Linked DNA regions of Rattus norvegicus: region 2 is linked to region 1. The links are chromatin contacts, called in public Hi-C maps. All regions are on one chromosome and are shown on one strand. Each heading gives the region's core, a stretch centred on a gene start, on an enhancer-like site or on the middle of the called end of the contact. The rest is flanking DNA. Distances are from core to core; before and after follow the strand shown.

What was found. A called contact is a pair of places that touch in the nucleus more often than the background predicts.
Region 2: a Hi-C map of Schwann cells shows a contact between it and region 1, with 5 times the contacts expected there. The contact joins the promoter of Abhd10 here to the enhancer-like site in region 1. A contact is called at or near these places in 9 of 12 Hi-C or Micro-C datasets (the A7r5 cell line, Schwann cells, frontal cortex and 6 more) and 1 of 1 datasets of contacts at active chromatin or transcription factors (oligodendrocytes).

What each region holds. Positions count from the first base shown.
Region 1 is chr11:68,304,329-68,309,480 of GRCr8, forward strand. All of the region lies in intron 3 of Plcxd2 (phosphatidylinositol-specific phospholipase C, X domain containing 2), which reads left to right. Among named protein-coding and RNA genes, the nearest start is that of Phldb2, 15 kb to the right of the region's middle. Within about 2 kb of position 1,948, at least 11 of the 93 cell types and tissues checked have an H3K27ac peak or open chromatin away from gene starts, as enhancers often do. A contact at or near this core is called in the A7r5 cell line and Schwann cells, where this site is marked.
Region 2 is chr11:68,542,017-68,547,168 of GRCr8, forward strand. It overlaps Abhd10 (abhydrolase domain containing 10, depalmitoylase), which reads left to right and starts at 1,919. Exons shown (of 5, transcript NM_001123352.1): 1 at 1,919-2,038; 2 at 4,186-4,369. The coding sequence starts at 1,924.

The DNA.
Region 1 (5,152 bases), core at 698-3,197:
TCCAAGGTAGGGACTGTGAGATCGTCCTCCATGAGTTTGTTCTTCTTGAGTACCATGCCACGGCTCCAAAGACTATCTTGGGATAGAATTAAGCCTGATATACAGATAAACAAGGATGACCTAGTCATTTTGTATGAGATGATAGTCTTTGTCCTGGGCACCAGTGAATGATGGATAAAGGCTGTCAAGAAAGCATATTACATGTATATGAACATTTGGGTATATATGTAGATTGTGTATGTGTATTTGTATGTATGTGTATACGTATTTGTACATGTATGTGTATAATGCATATATGTATATGATATATGTATATAGAGGGATACTATAAATATACTTTTCAGTAGGCTATCCTTTGAAATACAAGTTTAAGAAACTAATGTATTTCTAAAAATGATAATGTTTTCTAAAAATGGTATTTACAAGAATCTATTTAGTTCTTGAGTACTGGGTGCTGACTGGAATTTGGATAGTGAAAGTTGTGTTCAGTCACATCACATGCCCAGTCACATGTCCAGACAGTCACATGTCCAGACAGTCACATGCCCAGTCACAGTCATTTGGTTCTGAGTTTGAGAGCATTTCAGATAATAGCCATGTGCCTGGTCAGGAGTTTAAAAGGCAATCAACAACTGTACTCTTCCTTCGTACTGAGAACTCCTGATAATGTCAACCATGGACAGAACCGAGGGCTCCTTTCCAGGTAGCCCTTCTAAGTCTCAACAGAATTAACCGTATTCAGCTGGAAACAAAGCAACCCATGGGCAGGCCATGGTGCTGCACACCTGCAATCCCAGCATTTGGAAGGCTGAGGCAGGGGAATTGTGAGCTCAAAGCCAGGAAAAGCTATGACGAGGCTAGATGGTAACACTCTGGGGACAAGGGTATGGTAGAGTGAAACCCTGACTGACTGCAATCCTCCTGACTCAGTCTCCAGGAGTGTTGGGATTATAAGTGTGAGCGACTATGTCTGGCAACCAGACGAAAAATCAAAACAAACAAAAACCTTAATCCAGTGTGATACCTCTTAAAAGAACCTAGAATTATACATATTCAAGTTCCTGTTCCATTTTCCTCTTTCTTTTAATAAATTTGTAGCTTAACATTATTTACTCATGCAATAAAGTCAAGTTTTCTGTAGGTCAAGCAAAACAGAATGAGTACCAGGGAAGAGGCAGGTGGAGAGACACCGAGGAATCCTGTAGCTGTTGCTCCAAAAAACACAGTCCTTCAGCAAAATCTAACATGAACATTTCTATAGACCTGAGGGAAAACCAGTCTACTGCAAATCTCTCTGGGCAGCTAAGAGAGACTATTTCACAGGAAGGATAGGTCTTTTATTCTGAATAAAATGTGACTTCTTTGCAAATGATTTTATTTGACTCTTAAATCCAGGCCAGTGTCTTGAAGTGGAGAAGGGACGCACCATCTAAGGCCCTTGTGTGTCCTCACGTAAGACAATACTCAGGGAAGCCAAGTGATCCAGCACAGCAGATTACAGCTACGATTACACAGAGCTCCTGTGAGAGCTGAGAGCCTGTCAGGACTGCAGGGCTTCTGTCTGTGTAGTCCTGGGCACTGATGTGAGCAGAGAGGATGTCTGAGTTTAGTTTGTCAGTGTTCCCAGAGCCATGATTGAGTTAGTAGTGCCTGGAACTGGTCAGTTCACACTGGTTACAGTTGGTAACCCACAACATCACTATTCTTCTCCTATCGTGCTTCCTCAGTCTTGCTGCCACTGAATTTCAGACTCTCTGTTCAGTGGTAATGAAGACAGCATGAGCACAAAGGCAAGGTCTTCCAGCTGGCAGTGAGAATGTGCCCCTTAGATGAGTAACTCTCTTGGCATCCTAGCCCTTCAGGTCATGGGCGTGTTAGGGGTGTGCTCCTACATTCCTGTGCCTACACATCAGTGGAAGAGGACCATGGCTCTGGTTAGGACTTTGTTCCAAAGTACCAGCAAATAACATGACTCTCATTTCATCACTGAGTCATCTCGGACTCTCCCCCTCAGCAACCTGAAAGCTGTCTGGACTGGCTGAACCCTGAATGGTTGTACAGAGGTGCTATGTAGCTGAAGACCCAGTGTGTCTTCCTGATGGTGACCAGGTAGTTTTCTTGTTGGGAAGGTAATGCCCAATTTTCGGATGAGCTTTGAACATGAGAATGTTTTTCACTTTGTTTCATCATCCCGGAAGGAAGCCACAAACACAGATAGACAATTCAGACTGAATTTCTGTTGTAGTTTTCCTCAGACTGGAAGACACCTGATCCATAGTACCACAGTGAGTCAGGACGCAGTCAGGAGGCCTGGAGTTGAAGCTGTCCCTATTAATGTCACTGAATTATGTTCTCTCTCTTCAAATCCTTCTATTAAAATAATAACCTAACTAGGTGTGGTGGTGCATACCTTAGACCTAGCACTCCAGAGGCAGAGGCAGACAGAACTTTGTGAGTTCAAGGCCACCCAGACCTATGTACTGAGCCCCTGCTTCAAATAAAATAAAACCTTAATCTGAAGGTGAGTAAATTTGGAGAAATTGTGTGTTGAAGGGGGAATTAAGTTGAAAGGCCATTACAGTGGGTTCTAATCTACACACACTGATGTCGAAACGACATTTAAACCCAAAGACAATAGAAGCTAAGTATGGCAGCACCGTAAACCTGTAATCCCAGCACTCAGATAGGCCAGGGGACATTCAAGGTCATCTTTGAATATGTAATACGATCTCCCAAAGCAAACAAAAAGCAAGAGACTACAGGAATATGTGTGCCCACACAGAGAAAATGATACATGGGGTGCTGGGGGAGGGGCGTGGGGAGGAGGAAATCACCTGCAAGCCAAGAATAAGGGTTCAGAAAGAATCCTGCCCAGTAGCATCTTAACCTTGAGTTTGCAGCCTCTAGAACAGAGGGAAATAACTCCAGTTCTTTGAAGTCAGCAGTGTATGTGTTGTTATGACAGCGCACCTGAGCTAGCACAGTCCCCTGCACAATGGGATGTCCCTGCACAAGTTCTTGAGGTCTCTGAGACGAGTTTTTCTTCACCATGTGAATTGGAAAGTATGGATTTATAGTCTGCAAAGGGTTGGGGTTGCCTCCAGGTGTCAAGTATCATTTCCCCAGATTGACCAGCAGATGGCGCTGGCTCTCCAAACATAGGCTCTGACCAGGGATCTTTTGAATCCCTGAGTGTACCAGGCTCGCTACCACTGCGTCCTTCCTGTGGACTGCAGTGAAATTTGGTCTTTTGTCTCTGAGAGTTCTGTGCTTTTCAGACCCTATTCCCAACACCTTGTTATGTGGCTATATAAGGAATTTCCTATCCCTACTCCCCCAAATGTTTCTCTCTCTACCTTTTTACTCTTTTGTTTATGATCCCTTTTCTTGGCCAAATACATGACATGGCTATAAGCAACCATGGCTCTGAACACTTTCCATGTACTATCTTTCTGACCCATCCTGTTTCACAGGGAAGAGCAGCCGAGGGACAAGGAATTCTAGTAAATTCAGATCTTCAAGAGAGAGAGAGAGTCCCAGCTAAAAATAGAAGAACTTTTATCAGTCACAACCAGCTAATAATAAAAAAAAAAAAAGTGAATTGGTCAATGATACTGTTTCAGCCTATAGCTGTGTAGTCTCTGCTAACTGAGAGAAGAGCTGAGGTCTTAACATCATTCTGGAAGACCAAGAAATGAGGCTACATCATGGTAGAGCAAGGGTAGCTTCAACGGAGGATAGAAATGGGAGGATGGGGAGATAGACAGAGAGAGCATGAGTAAGAGAAGAGGGGGGGCTTGGATGTTAGCTAGAGCGAATCCCACCCAAAGGATTCCCAGTCATGCAATCAACTGTAAGGCCGTTTCTAACTCCCTTTGCTGGGTATTCAGGGAGCTGTTTACTGTGATGCAAGACAGCCAGCTGCTTTACCTGCTCTTCTCTTCCTCTGTGGTTCCTCACACTTAGGCCACTTTAGCTTGAAAGTGTTATTTACATCACAAGCTCTGAGCCTCTGTCACACCGGAAGTCTTCTGTTTATAAAATAGCCCCAGCAACTCTACTCAAGGGATAGCTGATTAAATATCAATCTATTAAGGAGCCACGAACAGTACTAGGATAACTAGCCCTGTGGAAAGTGAATCCTGACCCTTACTCTATGCCTTTTGTCAAAATTAACTGCTGGGAGTTTTTTAAAAAGTAAAATAAAGGTGAATTGCCTGAAGCTTTCAGGAGTAAATGGGGAAGGAAATCTTTGTGAATTGTAAGTGAGTGTGTTTCTTAAGCAAATCACAGAAATTAAGAGAAAATAAATGATGAGGGATCGGAAGGATGGCTGGGAGTTAAGATAAGTGAATACTTATGCACTCACTGAAGAGGTGCATAAGCCAAAGACACAAGTTCAGGTTTCAGCCTGTAACTTCAGCTTCCAGGGATCCAACTCCGTCTTCTAGACTCTGTGAACACCTCCACACACACATGCGCATACCCTCACAAGGACACATCCACATACGTAAATCTTTCTAAAGAAAAAAGATAACAAATTGCAATCCATCAAAATTAAGGCATCCAGGCTCCACAAAATATCTTATTGAGAAAAACAAGGCAAGCTGTAGGGTAGAAGAAATGTTTGCCAAATATATCGGTCAGAAGGCTAGTATCCAGGATGTAAAAAAAAAAATGATTTCTAAAATTTAACATTTAAAAGAAGAAAGAGTGAATACTGTCAAAAGCATATTGTGTGAAACTCTCAGAGAACAAATACAAAACTACAAAAGGATAGAAATGTTTAAAAACTAAGTGGAAAATTGTTAAAGTGATGAGTAGATAGAGACTTGCAAGAAAAAGGCACACAAGTCCAGTCTGCGTTCCCAGGAATCCTCCTGCTTCAACCTTTCCATGGGTAGAATCACAGGCATCAGTCACCATACTTGGTTTAGAATGGCTAGACTTCAACATTAGTGGGACTAATTTGTAGGGAGAATGTTAGCTGTTCAGAGCTTTTCTGTTCTGTTGCTGGGACTGTAAAGTTGAGTGCCCCCCTTGAGGAAAGCTCTGGCAATTTCTTATAAAACTAAATATAAATAAACCCTCTCATAGAGCAGTTTGTCCCTTGATTTTTATCCAAGTTAAATACAAGGTAATTCCCATAAAA
Region 2 (5,152 bases), core at 669-3,168, 240 kb after region 1:
GTTCCTATATGGAAGCTCCCAAGGAAAAGGTCTATTTTGTCTTTCTCCATCAAGTTTCACTAGCCTGACCTAACATTCCGTGTTCTTAAGACTCCAAAGACGTGCCTGTTTCACGGTACCTACGCTTTGCTTTTATCTTTGGCACCAACGACTGTTCCCAAATCTCTAAAAGATATCCAATTTTGCTTCTGTCCTTGCAATAAATGGCATGACCAAAGACAACCTAATGGAGGGAAGAGTTTATTTGACTTACTGGCAACTGTTCATCACTGAGGAAATATTGCTTACTAAATTGTTTCCAGACTCACATTCAACATCTTACACAGACAGCTCTGGCCCATCTGCCAGGGGATGGCACTGCCCACAGCGGGCTAGGACCACCTACATCAATCAACAATTGAGAAAATGCCCCCACAGATGTGCCTACGGGCCAATCTGATGGATGGGACAATTGTCCAATTGAGAACCCTCCTTCCTAGGTGCTCAAGTTGGCAACACTAACCAAGACAAATAACGTGGTTTTACATAAAAGCATATTTTACAAAGTATAATCATTTCCAGCACAGTAGACAAGATAAAAGCCTATACTTAATGAGACTTGAGGCCCCTGAAATTATTTTGAAGGATGTCAGAATCCAAAGACCCTAGTATCACAATTTCTTGAATTATTTTTCTATTGCCACTGATTACTACACACACACACACACACACACACACACACACACACACACACACACACCTTGCTTTTGTCTTTACAAAAACTGTTCTTTTAAGATAATACACAGCCTTATGAACTCATGTTGAAGGGAGTCTAGCCAGCTTGAGCAGGCAAAGATGACTTTGGAAGTCCTTGCCCTTCTCATTCATTTCCTCTGCTTTGCTGGAAACTGTAGCCCCCAAGGTCTATTTCCTTATTTGGCCACTTCCTGCCCACTACCAAGTCTGAAAATCAAAGTATTTAAGTCCAGCAAAAAGCCCCCTGTGGCTGTCTTAGTCCTAATTAATATGTCCAATCAAAATTAAACACCTCATCCTAGCATGGGTCTTATCCTTTTACCTTTATAATCTGCCCTTTTCCTATGGACCGCATCTGTCTTCTCTCTATCCAGAGGCAGTCCTATGTCCCCCATCTGGAACAAATACCCCTTCCTCCTCTCTTGTTTCCTCCTCTTTCTCTCTCATCCCCCATGTCCAGAATTTGTCTTTTACTCCCTGCCCTTTGTGTCTGTGGGACAAATCTCTATGTGGTGGGAACTTGGTCTAGGGGTCCCTTCAGTGTTCTTTTTATTTAGGATAGTCATAAAAGGAATGGTAGTTCAAAGAGTACTGAAAAGTATGTGCATAATAAACAAACATGGCCAGATTGCCTGACAAAAGACTTTAGGTTTTCACCCATAGAGCAACCATATGTGAATGAGTGTTTTCAGTACTTTTACTTGTGGCTGCTCATTTGAATGTTTAGCAATCTGGTGAGTGGGAAAATGTTTGGGAGAGAGCAAAGAATGTTTGATGCGACTCCAATAATGTGACTGGCCTCTTGAATTTTTACCCCCATAGGAGTAATCAAAGAAGCCTAGCAAATTTTATCACAGGTCTTTGGGTCCTCCGGATGGTAACACGGTTTCCCATTTACAAACGCTCCATTTGACCATAGCTCCTCTCTGAGATTTCTGCAGCTTACTGCGATGAAAAACGGCCAAGGACGCCTAATGTCACAAGCCAAATGCCCTTTGGGGTACACAGAACAAACTAGTCGAGACAGCCACACGCCAGACAGCACCCTTGCGCATGCGTCTCCTCGGGAGAAACAAATCCCACGTGATGCAAGTTAGCAACCTCCGCCTTCCTGCGGACTGCGCGTGCGTGACCTCGGGACCGCGCGACCGGTGCACGTCTGTAGCGGGCGCAGGGGTAGCTGGGAAGATGGCTGCCTGGGTACCTTGTCGGAAGTGGGGCTGGGCGGCTGTGTCCTTCGGCCGGCACCGAGGCCTGATCGCGTCACTTGCTCGGAAGCCCCCATGGGCATGGTGGCTCTCAGGTTAGTGTAGGGGAAGGTGGGGTACTGGGGTTCTTTCGAAGGCCTGGCGATCGTCCAGTGCCCGCCTTGCGGGCTCGGCGCGCCATTCAAAACTGCTCTGGCTTTCTCGGCACTGAACACTTCTGGGGAAGGCTGGGAGAGTCTACTCTTCTGCTGAGGCTCTGGGGCGTTCTTGGAGGTCCTTGTGTTTACATTGCGATTTAAGGAGCTCCTGCGTTCTCTGAATCAAACCTCAAGACCAGAAAAGAAAAGTTAAGATGTGCATTTGATGTATTTGAATATTAACTGCTTCTAGGGCTTTACCATATTGTGTCAAATGTTTGGCCTTGCCAGTCGCGGACTTAAGGAAACAAAGTATGTATATACAAGTAAATGCCATCTTTGGACCTAACATCTGATTTTTCTTGTTGAAAAAATTGGAATTACTCTACAATGGAAACTAAAATTTGGATCAATAATATTACATACATAGAATACATGATTTGTGTGTGTATAGTTATCCTTGAATAATATCCTTGGAATAGTAATGCCATTATATAAATTAACATGTTTAATTTTTTTAAAGTATGTAATCAGATTAGCTTAACACTGTACACACACAAAAAAAGAGTATTATGTAATGCTAGGAAGTATAGTTAGTTAACAAGAGGAACATATTTTTTTATCTCTTTAGCAGTATTCATTAACAGTGTATACATTAGGCTTTCAGCTAATCTATATTATATATAGATTGAAGGTTGAATCTGTTGTTTTACAGCTAACAAACATCAATTCAGTGTAACCGCCTGAAATGAAATTTGTTGGGGGGGTTATGCCTGAAACGGGATAAAAAAAGTAGTTTGAGTGTTTAATTAAAGAAATGGGATATGAACATTAATGTTGATACAATCTATTGACCAGCATAAACTGATCCCCAGAAACCCTGTTTTAAATCCAGTTTTAAAGTTGGTGCATTTTTCCATACACTAAACGTTTGAATCTATTTGACACAAATAAGGGAAAACTTCAAAACTTTTGATTCTTTGTGTGTGTTTGGGGGCAGGGTATGGTTTGTGAGACAGGGTTTCACCACCTAGCCTCTTGTCTTTCCTACAACTCAGTGTACAGAACAAGCTGACCTGGAAATTGTAGTGGTCCCCCCCTGCCTGTGGCTCTCTACTCATTTTTTTTCTCAAAAATTAAAAATGGGAAAAAACATTTAGCAGTACACAGGGGAGAGACCCAGAAGCTTTTACAAGCAACATGAGTTAAAGTAAGACTGCTTAATTTTCTTTTTTAATAAGGGCTAGCAAAGATGGCTCAGCAAAGAAAGCCCTGTAAGAGTCACCATTTGTCCCGACACATTTAGATAGTTCTAAGGTATATGTGTTCCACTTACAAAAAGGCAGCCAACCAAAGTAGAGCATCAATTACAGAGCTGTTTGAGAAATATGTCTCCAAGAATGATAATTGATCCAAACTTATTCTTAAAGGAACGGCCGTGTGAAACCCCACATGTAGGAAGTTACGGTTTGTTACCACTTGCTTGCCATTTCTGGGGAGGATTGCTAAGTGGTAATCGGGTCAAACACAGCTCAGTGCTTCGGATATCATTCCCTCCTCAATAAATACTTTCAAGACTCGTGATTATTTCACCTCCGATTCCCAAAACCTGGGGTTGCAGGAGTCAGTTTCCCTTTGAAATAATTTTGTAAAGGCAGGGGAGAGAAAGAAACAAAACACACCTCCACTTCTTTCCTCCTATTCATCTGACCAAAGTAGAAGATATGAATTCCTGAAACATCTTTAAAACGGAGAAATCTCAGGGGAAAAGCTGAAAGTGATGTATTTAAATTTAAATGTTCATTGCTAATGTTTAGGATAATCCCATTATGCCAACATGAAGATATTTTTTGATGAGTCTCTTTTTTGTTTTACTGAAATTGCTATTTCATTCTGTATTTTGGGAAAGTATGATTGGGCCTTCCTCTAAGAAGTTAAAAATTTTTGATGCAACCTTAAAACTAAAAATCTCCTACTTGAAGCTTATTTTGACTTTTCCTGTCAAATGCAGCGGGATAAGAAAGTTAAAATGTGAAAATACGTGTGATTTTTTTTTCCAAAAATAATTTTCAAAGTATCATTGACGCTTTGTGTACTTTGTTTAGCTTGCAGACAAAAGACAACACTCTCTTTCCTTAAACGACCAGAACTTCCAAGCCTGGCTTATAAGAGGTTAAAGGGCAAAAACCCAGGAATTATCTTCATCCCTGGTTATCTTTCTAACATGAATGGTAAAAAGGCAGTAGCGATTGAGGAGTTTTGCAAATCTATAGGTCACGCCTTTATCAGGTAGGAACAATACATTTCAGCGAATATATTGCCATTTAGTATTGAAATTAAGTAAATGAAGTAAAGGCCAGTGTTTTAGTAAATGGAGTTATTTAATAGTGTGCAGACTTTGGTTTTATGAGTTAGGGACGTTAAGGTATGGGTGCTGTGCTGGCTAGATTGGCAGCAGAAGGTAGAAGGGAGCTAGTAACTTAGTTCTCTAGATAAAACAATCTGTGTGGCAAAGGAATATACTTGTTGGATTTCTTGTAATCTCCTGTGATGATGGGTTTTCCACTGAAGACAAAAGACTTATTTGATCACTGTTTATTACTTTCTAACATGGGTGCTTGAGGCTGAGTAGTGATAGTATAGTATAGTACAGTACAGTACAGTATGTATAGTACAGTATAGTATAGTACAGTACAGTATGTACAGTACAGTACATACTGTATAGTATGCACAGTACATTGTGTATAGTACAGTATGTACAGTACATTGTGTGTACAGTATCGTACAGTATAGTATGCACAGTACATTATGTATAGTACAGTATGTACAGTACATTGTGTGTGTACAGTACAGTATAGTACAGTATAGTATGTATGGTACAGTATAGTATGTATAGTACAGAATAGTGTGTATAGTACAGTACAGTATGTATAGTACAGTATAGTATAGTATAGCACAGTACAGTATAGTATAGTATACTTCAGGAGTAGAGCATGTGTTTAGCACAAAATCCTGGATTCAATCCCTAGCACAACCCACAAAAGAAAATGTTTTTCTAAGTAATATAATATT